Regions from separate parts of the Mus musculus genome. Here region 1 is linked to region 2. Evidence: chromatin contacts called from public promoter capture Hi-C data. All regions are on one chromosome and are shown on one strand. Each heading gives the region's core, a stretch centred on a gene start, on an enhancer-like site or on the middle of the called end of the contact. The rest is flanking DNA. Distances are from core to core; before and after follow the strand shown.

Region 1 (4,875 bases), core at 182-2,681, 480 kb before region 2:
CATGATCAATCTCACTATGTCCCACTCAATTACACTTGCAGATCCAACTTGCCACTGAGAGGAAAAGGAGAATTCGCTGAGGAAGTTTTAACTTTAACCTGGCCCTTACTGTCTGGAGGCTTTTTGGTTTTTCCTGGATTTTGAATCTTTTCCCTCAGTGTCTTCACATGCATACTCAGGGGGAGGCGCTGGAATTCCAAAGAGAGGAAAGCTGACATAAGGCTCATTAAGAAAAAGATCATTCACATCTCACCAGAAATCTATGCAGAACTAGAGAGGCCTCCTGGATCTGGTCTGACAAACTCTGATCCACGTTGCTTTAATTTTCCCTAAGTAGGGGTGGGGTGGAAGTAACATTTGTACTTTTGCCGGTTAAACTAGAGGCTCACAGGCCCAAATCCCTTTCTTGGGGGAGCAGCTACCCATAATGCCGCGGTCCCTTGGGAGCAAGGAAGCTGATAGAAGCAGCAGGTTTCAGATGGGGTCTGTGTTAGGACTATCTTGAGCCTCCTGCAGGATACCTCACAGTTACTTTTTTAGCTATGTTTGAGAGGCCAGCCTTGGCTAGGGCACTAAGTCAATTGCTCTGCTAGGCATTCACAATAAGCTCCGGCTTCATTCTCTGCAACAAGTTAACTCCGACAGCAAGAACGCAACAGTTGCGGTTGCAAGGAAACTACAACTTCTACTAAGATTAACAGCTTGCATTACTTGGGGAAAAATGTGGTTCCCATACGGAGCTAGGATTTGCCCCTCCCCCGGGGGGGGGGGCAAGATTATTGACCCCTAGGAAATAATCTAGGGGTTCTCCAAGCTCTTGGTTTTTGTTGGTGGTGGTGGTGGTTTTGTTTGTTTTAATGCCAAAGTTTTTACAGCTTCATGGAGTAGGAGTGAAGGACAGCCAAATGTCCCTGCATTGCAAAGGGCCTGGAACAGACAAAACACAGCCGGCCCCGGAACCACTCATATGTCCGTCGTCGCAGAAATTTAGGAGAAGCGAATCCCTGCACCTAGCCAGCGTTTCCACTCTTGGGTTTTCAAAAAGATCAAAAACCGGAAAAGACCTGCAAACTGGCAAATCGCTAAGAGGAACAGCCTAGCAGGTCTGCGTCCTTGGAAGCTGCGCAGCTTGGGACCCCAAACCAAAATCGCCCGGTGGGAAACCCCAGGGAAAGAAGGGTTCTTGCAGAGGGCTGGGGTTACTGAGTGCAGGCTGCAGGGAAGTACCTAGAGGGAGGGGGCCTGGTCGGGAGGACTTTCCAGCCACTCAGGGCTCATCAAAAAGTTCCCTGTGCATGACCCCAGTGGCTCATCGCAGGGAGTTTCTCCGATGAACCCCGGCCCTGGGTTTAGGCTTCTCAGTGGAGGACGAGCCAGTTCTTTTTCTAGTCTGACTGGCTTGGAAATTCCCCGCGCCTGACCCCGCCCCTGAGAAATCCCCTGCCAGCGTTTATAGGGCGCCGCGGCGGCGCTGCCGAGCCCACAACAGTCAGACCTCGCCAGCCAGCCGCCAGCAGCCTGCAGCCTGCACCCGCTCAGCCCCGCACAGCCATGTTTCAGCCAGCTGGGCACGGCCAGGACTGGGCCATGGAGGGCCCGCGGGATGGCCTCAAGAAGGAGCGCTTGGTGGACGATCGCCACGACAGCGGCCTGGACTCCATGAAGGACGAGGAGTACGAGCAAATGGTGAAGGAGCTGCGGGAGATCCGCCTGCAGCCGCAGGAGGCGCCGCTGGCCGCCGAGCCCTGGAAGCAGCAGCTCACGGAGGACGGAGACTCGTAAGTGGCGCCGGGCACCGGTGGGGGTCGCGCGGGGCCTGCAGCGCGCTCGGGGTTCTGCACGGCGAGGGCGCCGGGGTTGCGGGGCGCCGGGGCTGCGGCGGGCCGCCTGTCTTCCCCCCTCCCCCTCCTCCCCTGTCCCCGGACCCGGAGTCGCCGAGCGCAGGCCGGGGGGGGCGGGGCGGCAGCGGCGGCGAGGACGCAAAGTCCCGGCCTGGCAGCGGTGGCGCGCAGCCGCCGGGCGCCGCGCGGCCGCGAGGGGAAGTACAGGGCGTTCCGGGCGGCGGAGGGCGGGCCGGTCTGGCCGGCGCCCGCCCGGAGGGGGTGGGGCACGGAAAGTCCCTGGGCGGCTGCCAGGAACACTCAGCTCATAATAACCTCGCGGAAAACACCGCGGCCGCGGCCTCCAGAAACCCCGGCCTTGCGCAATCCCCCCTCCAACCCCACCTCCAGCCCGCGCCTCCCCCCCCCCCACGCAGTGTGCTCACCACCCCTCGGGGGGTTTCCCTGTCATCCCTCAGGTTCCTGCACTTGGCAATCATCCACGAAGAGAAGCCGCTGACCATGGAAGTCATTGGTCAGGTGAAGGGAGACCTGGCCTTCCTCAACTTCCAGAACAACCTGCAGCAGGTGCGCTGCTTGCTTGCCCCGCGGGTGCCCTCTTTGACCCCTTGGTGGAGTCAGATGTAGCACGGTCGCCCCCAAAGCGTTTCTAAATTAATAGTCACTTAGTTCTTATCTGCCTTGGCCTTTTGCATTCAAATCAGCCAACGTCTTAGAACCAGAAGAAAAATCCCTTGGGTTTAGTGAGGTCTTTATGACCCACCTAGGGCCTCCTGTTTGCCTGATCTCCTAAGAGACAAATGGGAGGATCAGATTCCATAGCGGGAGGTGTCTGGGGTTCAGGAAACTCAAGACTATGGGTTTGCTCCATGGCTTATCCCTTTCTGTTTCCTCTTCCATTTGTAGACTCCACTCCACTTGGCTGTGATCACCAACCAGCCAGGAATTGCTGAGGCACTTCTGAAAGCTGGCTGTGATCCTGAGCTCCGAGACTTTCGAGGAAATACCCCTCTACATCTTGCCTGTGAGCAGGGCTGCCTGGCCAGTGTAGCAGTCTTGACGCAGACCTGCACACCCCAGCATCTCCACTCCGTCCTGCAGGCCACCAACTACAATGGTAGGTCTGCCAGTCCATCCAAGGATGCAGAGGAGGGAGAGAGATGGGGCCACTTGAGTCTTAAACTCCGAACGTATACAAAGTTCAGACACTGTGATCTTTTTAAAAAGTTTTCTCCTCGATGCCTATATGATATTCACTCAGAACCCAGATTCTGAGTTCTTCAAAACTGATGATGTTTGTGGTTGTCCTCAAGACAATAGACATGAGTTGTGTGAGGATTGAAACACGTAGTTACAGTTTTTGTCTTCCTCCTCCAGGCCACACGTGTCTGCACCTAGCCTCTATCCACGGCTACCTGGCCATCGTGGAGCACTTGGTGACTTTGGGTGCTGATGTCAACGCTCAGGTGAGTACATCTCCCTTCCACCTAATCTCTGTTGGGCTGGCTCTGATGGTGAGCAGGTTTCCAGATGCAGCCGTAAACTAACGCCTGATTGCTTTTGGTTTCAGGAGCCCTGCAATGGCCGGACAGCCCTCCACCTTGCGGTGGACCTGCAGAATCCTGACCTGGTTTCGCTCTTGTTGAAATGTGGGGCTGATGTCAACAGGGTAACCTACCAAGGCTACTCCCCCTACCAGCTTACCTGGGGCCGCCCAAGTACCCGGATACAGCAGCAGCTGGGCCAGCTGACCCTGGAAAATCTCCAGATGCTACCCGAGAGCGAGGATGAGGAGAGCTATGACACGGAGTCAGAATTCACAGAGGATGAGGTGAGTGTTCCTCCCCTCAGCACGCTGACGGCTGTTCTAGGGCTGCTTTGGATCAGAGGGATTTCAGTTGTTTAACTTCTCAGACTCGGCTTGCAAAGCCAGGATCCCAAGAATTTGTCTCTGGTTTGTTTTAAGAGCTTACCCTTTTGGGTTGAGGAATGAGGGAATTCTAGAAATTGAACCCAGGCCTTAGCACATGGTGATAAGCACACGTTCAACCATTAAGCTCCACCCCCTCAATAGCTTAGACTTTTTTTTTTTTTAAGGAAAGAATAGGTAAGGGAAACTCCTACAGCCTGGTGCCCTTGTTCTATTTGGGTTAAGGAGAAAAAGAGCCCAAGAATAGGAGTTATTTCAGCAGCAGCTCTCCCCTTATCCCAATGTCTTGGTGAAGTTCTAGGAATTTAATATGTCTTTTTCCCCTCTCTTGTTTTAGCTGCCCTATGATGACTGTGTGTTTGGAGGCCAGCGTCTGACATTATAAGTGGAAAGTGGCAAAAAGAATGTGGACTTGTATATTTGTACAAATAGAGTTTTATTTTTCTAAAAAAAAAAAAAAAAAGAAAAAGAAAAAAAATGAGAAAGGGTATACTTAGCACCACACCACACAGCGCCTAGACCCAGGCATTTTACTGGGGTGATTCGGCTGTTGTCTTTGTGAAATCCGGGGAAACAGATCACTGAAATTCAAAGAAAATGTCTCTTAAGGTTCATGTTTGTGGGATTTTTTTTGGGGGGGGGGGAGGTGATTTTCCAGAACCTAATGAAAGGACCACGTTTTATTTATTGTGCTTTTGATTGAACCACCATAGACCTAGTAAGTGAGCCCAGTGTGTCCTCCCATGTAAGAGCCAGGTGTTCAGTGGCATGTGCTTAAAAGTCGCCCCCAACTAAGGTCTGTGTCGCCTTCTTGTAAATGTTGTATATGTTGTATTTTGTTGGTAATTATTTTGGTACTTCTAAGATGTATATTTATTAAACAGATTTTTACAGACAGCATTGTCCCGCTCGTTTGCTATTCTGAGTGGCTTGTTCCTGAAGATCGGGGGCTGGAGGGGGTGGCGTGAATGTTTTCAGCCAGCTAAGGAAGTTCACAGAGTAGCTTCTCACGTGAGAGCCGAGCTTCACAGCAGCCTCCAGCCCCTGTGTGGGAGGGAGCCTGTTGCAAGGTGACAGGAAATGCCAGCCTTTAGCTGGGGTACC
Region 2 (4,953 bases), core at 45-2,544:
TGGTCTCTCTGTGTAGTCCTGGCTAGGCTAGAGCTCTGTGTAGAACAGGCTGGCCTCTAACTCACAGAGATCAGCCTGTTTCTATCTCCAAAGTCCTGCGATTAAAAGCTTGCACGGCCGTGCCCGTTTTAATAGACTTTGTTTCTTCTAAGAAATACTTTTTAAGAGATTATTTTAGGTGTGTAAGTGGTCTGCCTGCCTGAATGTCCGTGTGCCTGGTGCCCTTGGAGGCCAGAAGGCACTGGGTCCTCTGGGACTGGAGGTGCAAATGATTGTGAACTGCTATGTGGGTGCTGGAAACTGAACCCAGGCTTTTCATTACTGAACCATATCTTCAGCCCCCTAAGGAATACGTTTTTTCCTTATTTTGGCCTGCAAGAGTAATTTAAAAATTTTAATTCCAAGATGGAATCGTTCATTGTCTTTTTTTGTATAATCATCAGGATTAATATTTGGAGCTCTTGATCCATGTATACCTGTGCACTGCGTGAGTGCCTGGTGCCCACAGAGGCCAGAAGACGGCATTGAGTCCTCTGAAACAGGAGTAACAAACAATTGTGTCATGTCAGTGTGTCATGTTGTAAGTGACCGTATCAATGCTAGCAATTGGACCTGGGTCCACTAGAAGTACAGCCAGTGTTTTTAACATTGACCCATCTCTTCAACCCCAGTATTAAATTTTTAATAGATACAGACCAGAGCGTATTGCAAGTATTCTTCCTACCGCCCACGACTCTATGTGTGACCTGTATACCAACCCCAACCCCACTCATATTACTTGGGGGATTATTATGAACTGCTAATCTTTGTTCCCCACCCAGACTTAGTAAGTCAAAACCTGCATTTTAACAAGCCCCACCCCCAATTTACTGTACACATATTAAAGTTCGGAAGCAGTATTCAGCAGGAACTTTCCTCTAGGGAAGTAATTCCTGACTTTCACTGAACATTAAATTCACCTGGGAGAGCTTTTGAAAGCTACTGGGGACTGGATTCACTCCCTCAGAGACTGATTTAATTGGCTGGAGGTTGGAGCTGTTGGCACCGGTATTTTTAAGGCCCCCTAATTGCATCGGGGTTGGGAGGGAGAGCTCTACAATTACAGGCTGCCATCAGGGTTCTAGTTGTTTCAAAAGCAAAAAGGATGTGCAAGTCTTCTAACGGGGTTTCCCGAGGAAACAATAGCGATCTGAGAGCATTGTGCATGACACTGTGTCCCCAGGACATCACAGTGCTTCTAACTGCCTGGCTTGGCAAGAAGCCTCACCAGTTCTTTAGTGCCCCTGATAAACGAAATTTACTTCCTTCCTGTTCATCTTTCTGCTCTGATACCCATCAAAAATGATCCTGCCTTGCCTGTTCACTCACAGATGTGTCCCTGTCTGGATGTCTGGCCTCTGTCTTAAATATTCTTGTTATAGGGACTGGAGAGGTGGCCCAGTGTTTAAGAACACTCGTTGGTTTTGCAGAGGACCAGTTTCTAGGGTGGCTCACAACTGTCTGTAACTTCAGGTCCAGGTGATCTAATGCCCACTCCTTGCCTCTGCTGCCTCTTGCCTGAACATGATACACACACATACGTATGCTCAGGCACATACACATAAAATAATAGTCCTTAAAAATTTTTGCCATGAACCTGATATAATCTGACTTCTCTCTACTAGTTCCGGTTTTGGTTTGAAAGAGCTTAATTTCTTGTACAGTCAGAACTGCACACCCATAAATAGTTTCCAGGGTAGTCATCAGCTCCGCTCACAGTTCAGCCACAGTGATACATGAAGGCAGGTTCCAGGTGATAATGTAATCAAAGAGAGTGTGTGGGTATGACTGGGACATAGCTTAGCCACAGCACTGACCTAGCATGCTCAAAGCTCTGGGTTTCATGCTCAATGAAAGGAATCCATCTTGCGTGGTACTCAGAACCTATGCTGTTTCCTAGTGATCATTCTTTTCCATAAACGACCATAAGCAAATGTCTTTTATTTTGTATTTTATATTTATGGGAGTTTTACCTGTGTGTATATACCACCACCTAGCTTAGAGATCTCTGATATTAAGATAGATATTTAATATGTAGGGTATTACATGTATTTCAGTTTGGGGGCTTATAAAATGTCAAAAGTAGACTTGGACTCAACATATATTTATCAGTTATAATACCTTTAAAGTTGCCCTTTTTAACCCAGATGCGATGGTACATACCTGTAAATCCAGCACTGGGGAGGTAGTGGCAAGTGGATCTCTGTAAAATTGAAGCTAGCCTGATCCACATATCAAGTTCCAGGCCAGCCAGGGCTATATAATGAAACCATATTTCAAAGGAATTTTTTTTTCCTTTTCCTTCTTCCCAACAACAGTAGAGAAGAATGATCCTAAAGATGATTATGTGATTTAAAACTCAATCCAGGGGCAGTTATGAAGCCTATGTCCAGATCAGCAACAGCCAGAAAGAATGCACCTTGGAGCTCTAAGTGCTAGAGGCAGGATTCAAAGGCGAGCTTCCCCGACTTGACAGAACACCCCGCAAAGTGCTCTTTTTTCTCTTAATATTTTATGGTACTGTTCTTTGAGGTAAAGCAAGCTTTCTTTCTTTTTTTTTTTTTTTTTTGAAGCCAGCAGACTACTGCAGATTCTGACTTGAAAGCTTAGAAACCACTAACTAAAGCCAGGTGTGGTGGTGGCGGCATGTGCCTTTAATCCTAGTACTCTACTCACGAGGCAGAGGCTGGTGGATCTCTTAAGTTTGAGGCCAGCCTGGTCTACAGAGTGAGTTCCAAGACAGCCAGGGCTACACAGAGAAACCTTGTCTCAAATCAAAACAAACAAGAATTTTTTTTAAAGAAAAAGGAGAAAAAGAATAAAGAAGAGGAGCTGGAGAGATGGCTCAGTGGTTAAGAGCACTGACTGCTCTTCTGAAGGTCCTGAGTTCAAATCCCAGCAACCACATGGTGGCTCACAACCACCTGTAATGAGATCTGACACCCTCTTCTTGAGTGTCTGAAGACAGCTACAGTGTACTTACATATAATAAAAAAAATATTTAAAGAATAAAAAAGAAACCGCTAAGTTGTTTTTATGTTTGTCTAAATGTGGGGTGATGGTTTTGCAAACCCTGGTGTCGTGGCTTGAGGATTGCCGTATGTTTTGAGGCCAGACTGAGCTGCCTGGTAAGTCTAAGTCAGCCTGGTGTGCATACATGCAGGTGAATGTGAAAGACATTTATTCAGAAAAACAAAAAGTAATCTGGGCGTGGTAGTGGAGGCTTTAAATCCTGGGACTGGGGAAACAGAAGTAGGTAGATCTCTGTGAGTTCTAGGCCAGCCTGGTCTACATAGTGAGCTCCTGGACTGCAAGGGCTACATAGAGAGACTCTATCTCAAAAAGCAAAACCAAAAAGTAAAAACAGATATGCAAATAAAACCTGTTGCTTTCCTTTATCGAGAGGACAGTAAAAACAGAAGCAAAATGGCTCTTTGCACTCTTTGCTGACCCTCCACTATACTGAGGTGCTGCTGGTGGGCTGGGAGGGGGGGGGGCATCCACAGGCTGTCTGTTTGACTCCTTGCTTCCAGGCTCAGCATCCCGCTTGCATCTGACACTAATAGAAATATGGACATGTACTATCCCTGAAAGCCTCAGCTTATACGACATTTTCCTGTTTGGAACACAACACCTCTGGGAGTCTGTTTATCAGAACTGTGTACCAAGACAACAGGAAAAACAGTTGCTTTCTTCTGGTAATTTATTTCAGTGTTCAGCAGTTGTCAGGTTTGGAAGAGGTTGAACACACGGACCTTTGCTTCACTATGCATGACAGTGAGGGGCCTTCCCACCGCAATGTGGGCTTGGCCACTTCTGATTAACCTTGATAGAATGTTGAGCTTGCCCTGCTTTAGGTTACTGGTTTTTAACTGCTGGAAGGAAAAGACCAGTAAATAGAACACCTTCCCAGCCATTTGACAGTCAGCCTGTAGCTTTCCAACGCCAAAGCAAAGGTAATTACTGAAGTATTTCTTAGCGGTTTCGAGCGTTTGTTTTCTGGAATTGCACATAGCATATAAGATCTGCCACATTTGAATAGTTACTGTTCACAAGGCTCACTCTGCTCTTTCCCCTGACTGGATTTGAAGAGTTACTGTTCTACAAGGCTCTCTCCCCTGACTGGGAGGCAAGCCAATGGAGAAACAAGGCAGTGACAGAGAAAGAAGGTGAGGGAGAAGAGAGAACTCAGTTTCAACAGAGAAGCTAGGAAAGCAGATGGGATTCTGCCATGTGCCTGGGAAGCTGTTTTAGAAGCAGGTTAGAGGGGAGATAGGTGATCTCGAACAAGTGGCACCTTCTTACTGGTGGAGACTTGTGGCCAAATGTGCACCTGATCCTCACCACCTGGCACTCATGAGGTGCCAAGATCCAAGATAATTATTTCCTCAGGCTAGCTGTCTTCGTCAGGATTACCATTGCTGTGATGAAACACCATGACCAAAGCAAGTTGGGTTTGTTTGGCTTAGACTTCCAACATCACAGTTCATCATTGAAGGAAATCAGGACAGGAACTCAAACAGAGCAGAAACCTGGAGGCAGGAGTTGATGCAAAGGTCATGGAGGAGTGCTGCTTATTGGCTTGCTCCACAGGGCTTCTTGCTCAGTCTTTTTTCTTGTAGAACTGAAGACCTCCAGCCCAGAAGTGGCACCGCCCACAGTGGGCTGGGCCCTTCCCCATCAAGCACTATTTAAGAAAATGTCCTACAGTCAGATGTTATGGAGGGGTTTTCTCAATTGAAGTTCCCTCCTTTTAGATGATTCCCGCTTGGGTGGAGTTGAAATGAAACCCGCCTGGCACACTGTCTTCATATCCCAAGTTATCGTCAGAGTTGCTGTTCAGACAGGGATGGACTTGCACTTCTGACCCTCCTGTCTTCATATCCTGGAGGCTGAGATCACAATCCCAGGTCA

What was found. Promoter capture Hi-C pulls out the DNA fragments that hold promoters and counts their contacts.
Region 1: a promoter capture Hi-C map of pre-B cells shows a contact between it and region 2, with 5 times the contacts expected there. The contact joins the promoter of Nfkbia here to the enhancer-like site in region 2. A contact is called at or near these places in 7 of 39 promoter capture datasets (the C10 cell line, cranial neural crest, liver and 2 more) and 4 of 115 datasets of contacts at active chromatin or transcription factors (bone marrow-derived dendritic cells, extraembryonic endoderm stem cells, memory CD8 T cells and 1 more).

What each region holds. Positions count from the first base shown.
Region 1 is chr12:55,489,203-55,494,077 of GRCm38.p6, reverse strand. Nfkbia (nuclear factor of kappa light polypeptide gene enhancer in B cells inhibitor, alpha) reads left to right here and starts at 1,431. Exons shown (of 6, transcript NM_010907.2): 1 at 1,431-1,778; 2 at 2,300-2,408; 3 at 2,748-2,958; 4 at 3,219-3,307; 5 at 3,412-3,672; 6 at 4,109-4,669. The coding sequence starts at 1,552. The coding sequence ends at 4,156. Gm36634 (a long non-coding RNA gene) reads right to left here and starts at 783. Exons shown (of 3, transcript XR_381610.3): 1 at 1-783.
Region 2 is chr12:55,013,347-55,018,299 of GRCm38.p6, reverse strand. It overlaps a transcript of Baz1a not described here. Among named protein-coding and RNA genes, the nearest start is that of Gm24296, 19 kb to the right of the region's middle. Within about 2 kb of position 1,294, at least 42 of the 459 cell types and tissues checked have an H3K27ac peak or open chromatin away from gene starts, as enhancers often do. A contact at or near this core is called in memory CD8 T cells and pre-B cells, where this site is marked.